2 separate regions of the Rattus norvegicus genome follow, and region 2 is linked to region 1. A link is a contact called in public Hi-C data. All regions are on one chromosome and are shown on one strand. The core of a region is the stretch at or near the end of the contact, and the rest is flanking DNA. Distances in the headings are between cores, read along the strand shown.

Region 1 (4,757 bases), core at 983-3,482:
GGAGGCGAAAAAAAAAAAAAAAAAAAAAAAGAAAAGAAAAGAAAAATGGAGGATGATAAAGCCAGAATGTGATCCCACTCTCCTGGCCAGGGTTGTCCCCCTCTGCGATCTTCTTTTACTTGGGGCAAACCAGTGTCTCTGCCCCTCCACAACACGGGAACGATGAGAAAAAAAAGCAAAGTAATGAGGGCCTCCAGTGGGTGATGGAGAGAAGGCCGCCTTACACATGACAGACCTCCCCAGAAGGGACAGAAATGACAGGGACAGAAGTCTGTAAGGTCTCTCAGAGATCCGATAAGGGCTGTCATGACAATGGAGATGGAATTACCAAAGCTGAGAATTTTTATTTCCCTGCATTGATTTCCTATAGTTGTTATGACAAATGGCTATAAACTTGGTGACTTAAAGCAACAGAATTGTATTGCCCCACATAGTTCTGTAGGCTTGAAATCTGTGATTGGTCACTAGCCCCTCCAAAATGAAAGTGTGGCAGGGCCCCGTGACTTTCCTTTCCCTCGGGAGAGTCCATTACTTGTCCTTGTGGGCATTCCTCCTCTCTGGGCCTTGATCTCTGTCTCAGAGGCCATATTGCGCCCCTTTCCCTTATCCATGCCTTTTCCTGAAATGAATTCTTGTCACAAGGCCCCTGATAATCCAGGATCATCTCACTCCAAAGTCTGAAAAGCCCTTCCATTTCAGATCCAATCATAGAACCGAGGATTAGCACCCATTCATGTGTAGCGGCCTAGCATACAGGGGAATGGTTGCCTGCAGCCAGTCTATGGGTATGAGGCACAAACCAGCACCTGGGGTAGGGAAGCAGGCTCTGTAATGGAGGTGGAGACTACACGGAGTGAGCCTGGACCCAACCCAGAGTCCCTCTCCTGCATAGGTATCTTCCCTGTCCAGCTAACGTTCACGCAGGCGTTAGTTCGCAGGAAGTCTAGGTTGTTCAGAAATAACACTAGTTAGCACAGGTCCAAAGATACTGCAAGGGTAGGCAGCACCCCATTTCCAGATGGGATAATGGAGGTCTAGAAAGGGGGTCTGCTTTAATCTGGCGGTGGAACCAAACCAATACGAGGGGTTTTGTGCTTCCTGAGTTTCCTACTGCCTTTCTATACCTGCTTTTGTTATTTTATCATTTTCTTGTCTCATTTTTTTTTTTCCTGGCATTTTAAACTGAAGGACACTGGTTGTCATCTTCCCTAGAAGAGACTGAACAGAAGTGTTTTATCCCCAGCCACACTCCTTCATCTTTTGGGGGGATGGTGTGTGGAAAGGGGACAGGTCTGTGGAGTCAGGAACTCACTCCAGAGGGTGGAAAAGTAGGAGAATATGTTGCTAGCCCTACCTTCTCTTGCCACCTGCTGTGGATGAAGCCTTCCTTAAAACAGAAAAGCTGCTGTGAAATTTGGGATTTCTGACTGGACATGGCGGTGCGGTGCACTCCTTTAATCTCAGTTCCGGGAGGCAGAGAGGTAGGTGGATCTCTGTGACAGTACAATCTTGTCTTGGAAAAGCAAAAACAAACTAAAACAACAAAAATGGGTGGTTGGGGAAAATGGGTAGTATCCTGCCCATCTTGGAACTAAAAATTCAACCTTAAAATTAAAACAGTATTAATCTTCTAGACCCAACTTCCCCTCTGGGTAGGTTCTATGTAAGAAACAAAACTTCCGGGGTTGGGGATTTAGCTCAGTGGTAGAGCGCTTGCCTAGAAAGCGCAAGGCCCTGGGTTCGGTCCTCAGCTCCAAAAAAAAAAGAAAGAAAAAAAAAAAAAAGAAAGAAAAGAAAAGAAACAAAACTTCCATGGATCTGTTTCCCTTGTCTTTAAAGTGGGCAGACAGGGCTGGCGCTGGGAAGTGTCCACACCACCGGTGCGCGCGGGGTCCACGGAGGGATCCTTTCCCAATGGCCAATTCCATGACACCCTGTGTGCACCAGCACCTAAAGCCTTTAGAGCTCCGGCGCGGCGTGAGCGTGGGCACGGGTGGGCGACGGAACGCACAAGTCCCACAGCCAGGAGGTCCTACTTGCTCCCGCCTCCCACGCGCGAACTACAGGGCCCACGCGAAGGGCGGGCCGAGCCGGAGCCTTTGTGTTCAAACCAACCAATGGGCGGCAACGGAGGGCGGGGCGGGCCGGCTGGGCCTGGCCAATGACTTGTGGGCTGTCAGCCTTGACTGACAGGCGCACACATACACACTCGGCCACGCGCGCACCGCCCTGCCCCACTCGCGCAGCGCGGGCCTCCGCCGGCCGCATTGTCCCGCGTCTCCGCTCTGCGCTCATCTCAGCCTCAGCCTCAGCCTCGGGACCGGCCCGGCCCAGCGCGCGGCGCCGCCCGGGGAACCCCGACACGGGAACAGCCACGGAAGGTAAGGAACGGGTTGGGCCCGCCTCCCACGGCCCCACGGCCGCCTGACCCGGGTCGCCGTCCAGCTGTAGCGGGCCTGAGCCTCACCGTCCGGTCAGGCCGGGCCACTCCAACCCCCTTGCGACGCACGCTCCGGGACACTCGCGGGCCGGCGCCCTGACGCATCGCAGTCACGGGGAGGGCGCTGTCCCCAGGCGGGACTTCCCCAGCAGCCTCCGGGGAGGAGGGCAGCCAAGACCCAGCCGCCCCAAACCGGACCAGGGCAGTGCCACAGGCCGAGCCCTGGCACTGGAAGTTCCCAGCCTGCGCCACCACCGCCTGTCACAGTTATGGGGGATGGGGGAGGGCCCATTTAGCTCAGTTCCAAAACAGCCTAACCCAACCAAAACAAAACAAAGCCATCGCGCGCTGGGGTGTGACTTAGAGCCAGGACAGAGAGTGAGCGCCTGGAGCACTTTTTGTGTCCCGGGGGAAATGGAGTGGAGATGTCACATATAAGATTCCCAACAGGGGCCATGTCTCAGGGGTCAAGGCTCTGAAGTAGGAAAGGATGTTTTATTTGAGGGTTTTGTAACTAATGGCAGGATGGAGGAGTGAATATCCCAGCCGCTCCCCACAGTAGACCTTTGTGATCTTGTGTAACCTGGATGGCCGCTGTGGTAAACTGTTTTGTGACAACAGGATGAAGTATGAAAGATAACGATGATAAGATTCGCATAGCTCTGGGAGTGCTGGGAGATGGCACATGGGCAGTGTTCAGTGCCCTATCTCCCCACCCCCTCAGAACGTTTAGATTCTTGCCACAGCAGCGTGGGTACTGTATAAACATGTTGCACTGTTTTCCCCCCTGGCAAAAGCTTCATGTGCTACAGCAGGGCAGGGGTTAAGAGGTGGAGGGTGTGGGCATCTAGAGCTGTTAGGTAGGGGTGGCAGTCATGGGTGGAACTACCTTATAAGGACTGGAATACAACCCAGGATACTACCAGTTGGTCCCTTTACCAACACCAGTTAAAGAGAGTGAAGGATGCCAGATGGGCATCCCACCTGGTTAAATGCCAGTTAGCCCAGACAGGAGGCTACTTGTCTTTCTAGCTGGATGAACCTGACCTTCTGGTTTCTGAGGTCGGGGTTTGGGTGTGTTTCCCACCATGGGAGGTCAGTATTCACCAGGAATCTCAGAAGCAATACAAAGTCATAAATACCAGGATCTCTTTTTGGATGGGTTTGGGGATCTAAAGTTTTGTAATTCTGCTAGCCCAGGTTGGAGAGACTCCTGTGTTGATGTTCTGAGATTTGAAATTAGGTCCCTGCACTGAAAGATTTGTTTATCTTCGCTGATGTAGTGGAAGGCTGTCTTTGGCCAGATCTTTTCACTTTGGCCTTCTTATCAGTTTCACCCACCTCATGTGGTGACTCTGACTGTCCTATAGGCCAGACTGACTGCAACTCCACAAAACAGCTCCACCTTCCGCCTTACTTCGTTAACAGATACTTGTGTAACTGCCATGTAACCACACCGTTGACAGCTATGTTCCAAGCATATGCTATATGGAGCTGTAACATTCCCCAGACAACTTGCAGACCTTCTGATGAAGTGCAAATGCCCAGGCCCACAGCCTGTCAGGTCTGAGCAGAGACCTGGCTCTCACCTGCAGGCTCGCATCCCAGGTTCCTCCCCTTAGATGGGTGATGATGGCCCCCTTGCTTGTGCCAGGGTCATTAATGAGTAGGAAAGGAATTAGGCAGCCAGTAGTAATTTATCACTGTCATTGTCACATCAAGGTGTCATAGCACAGTGTGCTGAGGGGCCGCAGAATATGGTAGGAAGGGTTTCTGCAGTCAGGACGTAGCTGGCTCTGTGAACCAGAGGCTGTGACTGAAAAGAAGGAAAGGAGGTCTGGAGAGATGGCTCAGAGGTTAAGAGCACTGGCTGCTTTTCCAGAGGTCCTGAGTTCAAATCCCAGCAACCACATGGTGGTTCATAACTGTCTGTAACTCTAGTTCTAGGGAACCTAACACCCTTACACATACATACATACATACATACATACATACATGAGAAACACCAATGGAAGGGGAGCGGTACCTATGAGGTTGGGCAGTTGGCTGGGGGTGGGCAGGCTGAAGAGCACACCCCAGGGAGCAGTGTCTGTCAGATGTCAGTCCCTGCTGCACCTCAGAGGTCCAACAAGGCCTGATTCTGGCTCCCACAGGATAAGGACAAGCAACCTATCAATTAGGAAACCCTGTGAAAAGAGCCGTGGAAGAAGCTCCCAGAGTCCTAAGTCAGTCCCAAGGCAGGTGGTAGACAGGGGTGAGGGGAGATGCCCTCTACCACAGGGCTGCTTTGTCTAAGTGCACAGGCATCTATTCTTTC
Region 2 (4,439 bases), core at 1,693-4,192, 340 kb before region 1:
GGTCCCTATACACAGCTTGAAGACTTGATTTTTCTAAACATATTTTAGAATTAGTTTAAGAGCCTTCCCCTAGTCTCATGTAGTCAAGGATATCTTTGACCTACTGATCCTCCAGCCTCTCCTACCAAAATTGCACTAACTTGCCTGTCCTTAGTCTTCATTGTTAAAGGAGACAGCCTTGAAGACAGAACAGAATCAATGAACTTGAGGCCTTCCACGTGGCCAGGAAGAATTTGTGGACAGAGAACAGGATTAAATATCAAAACCTGATCCCCCCAAAAGTGGTGTTACTTTGTTTTTCTAAAACATAAAACATTATGATTGGTTTGCATTATGGGGTCATTGATTCCTTTAACTGAATGGAGCTTGGCTACTGTAATCAATCAAAATTCAGGTTTACTTCAAATATACTAATCTTTAATACGTTTCACACAAATGACTCATTGGTTGGGTCCAGTTAAAGAGCCTACTCAAAAATCAACAGCTTCTTACATGTGGCAGCTTAACAACTATCTGTAACTCCAAGCTCTGACAGCCTCACACAGACATATGTGCAGGCAAAAACCAATGCATATAAAATAAAAATAGATAAATTTAAAAGAAAGAAGGAAGGAAAGGCTGGAGAGATGGCTCGGTGGTTAAGAGCACTGACTGCTCTTCTAGAGGTCCTGAGTTCAATTTTCAGCAACCACATGGTGGCTCCCAACCATCTGTAATGGGATTCGTTGCCCTCTTCTTGTTTGTCTGAAGACAGCGACAGCGTTCGCACATAAATAAAAAACAAATCTTTTTTTTTTTTTGGTTCTTTTTTTTTTTTTTCGGAGCTGGGGACCGAACCCAGGGCCTTGCGCTTCCTAGGTAAGCACTCTACCACTGAGCTAAATCCCCAGCCCCATAAAAAACAAATCTTAAAAAAAGAAAAAAGGGCTGGAGAGATGGCTCAGCGGTTAAGAGCATCAACTGCTCTTCCAGAGGTCCTGAGTTCAATTCCCAGCAACCACATGGTGGTTCACAACCATCTGTAATGGGATCTGATGCCCTCTTCTGGTGTGTCTGAAGACAGCTATAGTGTACTCATATGCATAAAATAAATAGGTCTTTTTAAAAAAAAGAAAAAAGAAAAAAATCTTCTTTGGACTGGAGGAATGGCTCAGTAGTTAAGGGCTCTTGCAGAGGACCAAGGTTTAGTTCCAAGCACAACAACCATTTGTGACTCTGATTCCAGAGGATCCCACACCCTCTTCTAATCTCCCCAGTACTCTGACCCCTTCAGTACTGCACTTAAGTGGTGTACATGCATAAATGAGGAAAACATTCATACATATAAAACTAAAAAAGAACTTACTAAGAATAGTATCCTTAAGTAGTGCTCCTCCACTATCAGAATTTTTTAAATTTCTTTTTTTTTTTTTTTTTTTTTTTTGGTTCTTTTTTCGGAGCTGGGGACGGAACCCAGGGCCTTGTGCTTCCTAGGCAAGCGCTCTACCACTGAGCTAAATCCCCAACCCCTTAAATTTCTTTTTTAATAAAACTATGTTGTACTAAAAATAAATTCACTAAAATTCTTGATCTGGAGAAATGGTTCAGTGGTTAAGAAAACTTGTTGCCCTCTTTTGCTGCTGTTTGGATGCTCCTATGTAGTAGGAGTGTGCGAATGACTTGGGGCCCCTATTTGCGAGCGATCAAGATGCGGGAGACAAAGGGCGGTTATGGTGCTGGCCGCAGGCCGTCAACTCTGCAGAAGTGTGGTAAAGGCTAGCTCACCGGCCACCATGTGAAATCGATACGATGTGAGGCCGCGCCACGCCTTGGCCACCGCAGGGTCAGATGGGAACGACTGAACTCGTGACTGTTGAAGAGTAGAAGACATATTAAGGTACGGTAGTAATGGCTGAGAACTTCCAGTCACCTTAGATCTTCATATCTAAATTTTGAAAATGAACTTTATGTCAAATAAAAGGTTGCTTGGTGTGTAATAAAAAAAAAAAAAAAAAAAAAAAGAAAACTTGTTGCCGGGTGCTGAAGAGATGGCTCAGCGGTGAAGAGTACTGACTGCTCTTCCAGAGGTCTTGAGTTCAAATCCCAGCAACCACGTGGTGGCTCCCAACCATCTGTAATGGGATCCAATGCCCTCTTCTGGTACTTCTGAAGACAGCTACAGTGTACTCATACACATTAAATGAATAAATAAATCTTAAAAAAAAAAAAGAAAGAAAAGAAAACTTGTTGTCATCCCACGGGACCGGGTTTAGTTCACAGCATTAACAACAGTCTATAACTTCAGTTCCAGGGGGATCTGACAGTTTTTTGATTTCCGAAAACGCCAGGGACGCACATGGCTCACTTACGTACACACAGGGAAAAAAAAACTTCGCACGTTTGTAAATCTGAAAATTATGAACGGGAACGGCATCTGGGGACTGAAATGGCAGAGACAGGACTCGAGGGAGATGTACCCAAAATCATGGCGTATTAAAGGCAAGTCATTGTCAAATCAAAATCACTGGTTAGAAAAAAAAAAGCAGTTTCATTCAGCCTTTCTATCTTAAGAGCTCTCAAGAGCAATACAGTCAGTTGTATCACACTAGGCCTGCTTCAAAACGCCGTTGTTTCGTTGCTGTGTGGGACCGAAGGGACTAGCACTGTGTGATTCCGTTCTAGAGGTGACGGGAAACACAATGCCTTCATTTTTCTTCCTCATCAAATTTGGCTGCTGCAGACCGCCGTAGATTCATTACATTCAAAAGCGTTTCGCTAAGTTTGAACCCAACCACCCTCCGTACAAACGCTATTTGTCAATCCCGAGGGGGCGGGGAAACGTGTGTAAAATGATGTTCCATTCGTGCCCTTCGACCCGACGTCCACTGCGGCAGCACGTTCGCACGCTGAGAAGGCGGAGCCATCGAGTGGCTTTATATAGCCTGCACCAGCGCCTGCTCGATCTCTATCGGCGGCGTGTGGCGGCGAGATGGTATGTACGACTGTGATGCTTTCCTCTATAGTCTTCCGCTGGCCTGACTGTATCGGCCTACCATCGGCGCCATCCCGGCCTCACCAATACTGAGAGGTTATTCTAGGGAGTCAGTGGACGGGCCGCGACCATCCCTATATCCAGGGTCCTAAATGGGTTTATAGAAAACGTGTGGGACCGACTTGGGCCTCTGGGACAGCCATTTGATTGAGCGCAATCCTAAGGGACTCTAGTAGAACTGGCTATTTTGTGGCCTATTCGAGGTTTGGGCCCATGGTTAGCCTGGTAGGGATGGCCGTGGGCTTTTCAGGAATGCATTGACTAAACCTGAGACGTTTTGCAACTTTGGTCGAATCCACCTTGGAATGTGGTTCCAAGAAAGGAAGGAGGATCTCTGGAGTTCCCAGAAGCCACAAATGATGAATCCTTTGACGGGCGGGCAGAATCTCTGTGCTGATTGTCATGTTCTGATCTGGCTTTGGGAGTTCTAGAGGCCTACTTGTAATAGGCTGTGCCTTTGTCGGCCATGTTGCCATTTAGTGGTGACTCCTGAAAATTCACCCAAAGGTAACTTGTTTAGGAGATTTTAGTATCGTCACTTAGTTGTTCGTTGAAACTCTAGAACTAAAGCATTTAGTATTGTTGCAGTCTATCTTAGGACAAAAGTGGAGTCCTCTTTTGCTTAATGGTAAGAGATGGGAAAGTCTTCTCACAGCATTGTTAGTGATTCTCCCGTTTTACCTCAGTCTCACAGGAAATTCTCAGCTCCTAGGCATGGGTCCTTGGGCTTCTTGCCTCGGAAGCGCAGCAGCCGGCATCGTGGAAAAGTGAAGAGCTTCCCTAAGGATGACCCTTCCAAGCCTGTTCACCTCACAGCCTTCCTAGGGTACAAGGCTGGCATGACCCACATTGTCCGGGAAGTTGACCGGCCAGGATCTAGTATGTACAAAACTTGTCCAACTTGGGGTTGTGTGTAATTATGCCTGTAGTTACAGTAAATTTGCAAAGAACAGTAGGTGACCTCCATCCGATGGTGCTTTGTGCTAATCTGGAACAAAGGCTCATTTACCTAGGAATCAAACCCAGGTCCTATGAAAGGATAGACAATATTAGACTCAAGAGATCCCTTGAGGGGCTGGGGATTTAGCTCAGTGGTAGAGCGCTTACCTAGGAAGCGCAAGGCCCTGGGTTCGGTCCCCAGCTCCGAAAAAAAGAACCAAAAAAAAGAGATCCCTTGAGCTTTGATTTTTGCCTACTTGCAACTTTTTCTAGATAGTTAGCAACTGTATGTTTGACAAGTTATGAAGAGACCTGAACTAAGGCCTGTGACGAAGCTGCGCTTTGAGACAGTCTGAAATGAAAACACATGGCCTTTTGCTGCTATTACAGCGCTGGTAGTCAGCACCTGGCGTACTGCCTGCTTTAGATTAGCTGCATTCCTGATGTGTCTTGGGCTCAACTGTTAGAA

The links. Hi-C and Micro-C count contacts between places; a contact is called where the count stands out from the background.
Region 2: a Hi-C map of Schwann cells shows a contact between it and region 1, with 4 times the contacts expected there. The contact joins the promoter of Rpl3 here to the promoter of Sun2 in region 1. A contact is called at or near these places in 5 of 12 Hi-C or Micro-C datasets (the A7r5 cell line, the Rat2 cell line, Schwann cells and 2 more).

What each region holds. Positions count from the first base shown.
Region 1 is chr7:113,170,369-113,175,125 of GRCr8, reverse strand. It overlaps Sun2 (Sad1 and UNC84 domain containing 2), which reads left to right and starts at 2,232. Exons shown (of 18, transcript NM_001427689.1): 1 at 2,232-2,381.
Region 2 is chr7:113,506,493-113,510,931 of GRCr8, reverse strand. It overlaps Rpl3 (ribosomal protein L3), which reads left to right and starts at 2,942. Exons shown (of 10, transcript NM_198753.3): 1 at 2,942-2,971; 2 at 3,718-3,910. The coding sequence starts at 2,969. Snord43l1 (small nucleolar RNA, C/D box 43 like 1) reads left to right here and starts at 3,383; the gene lies at 3,383-3,446.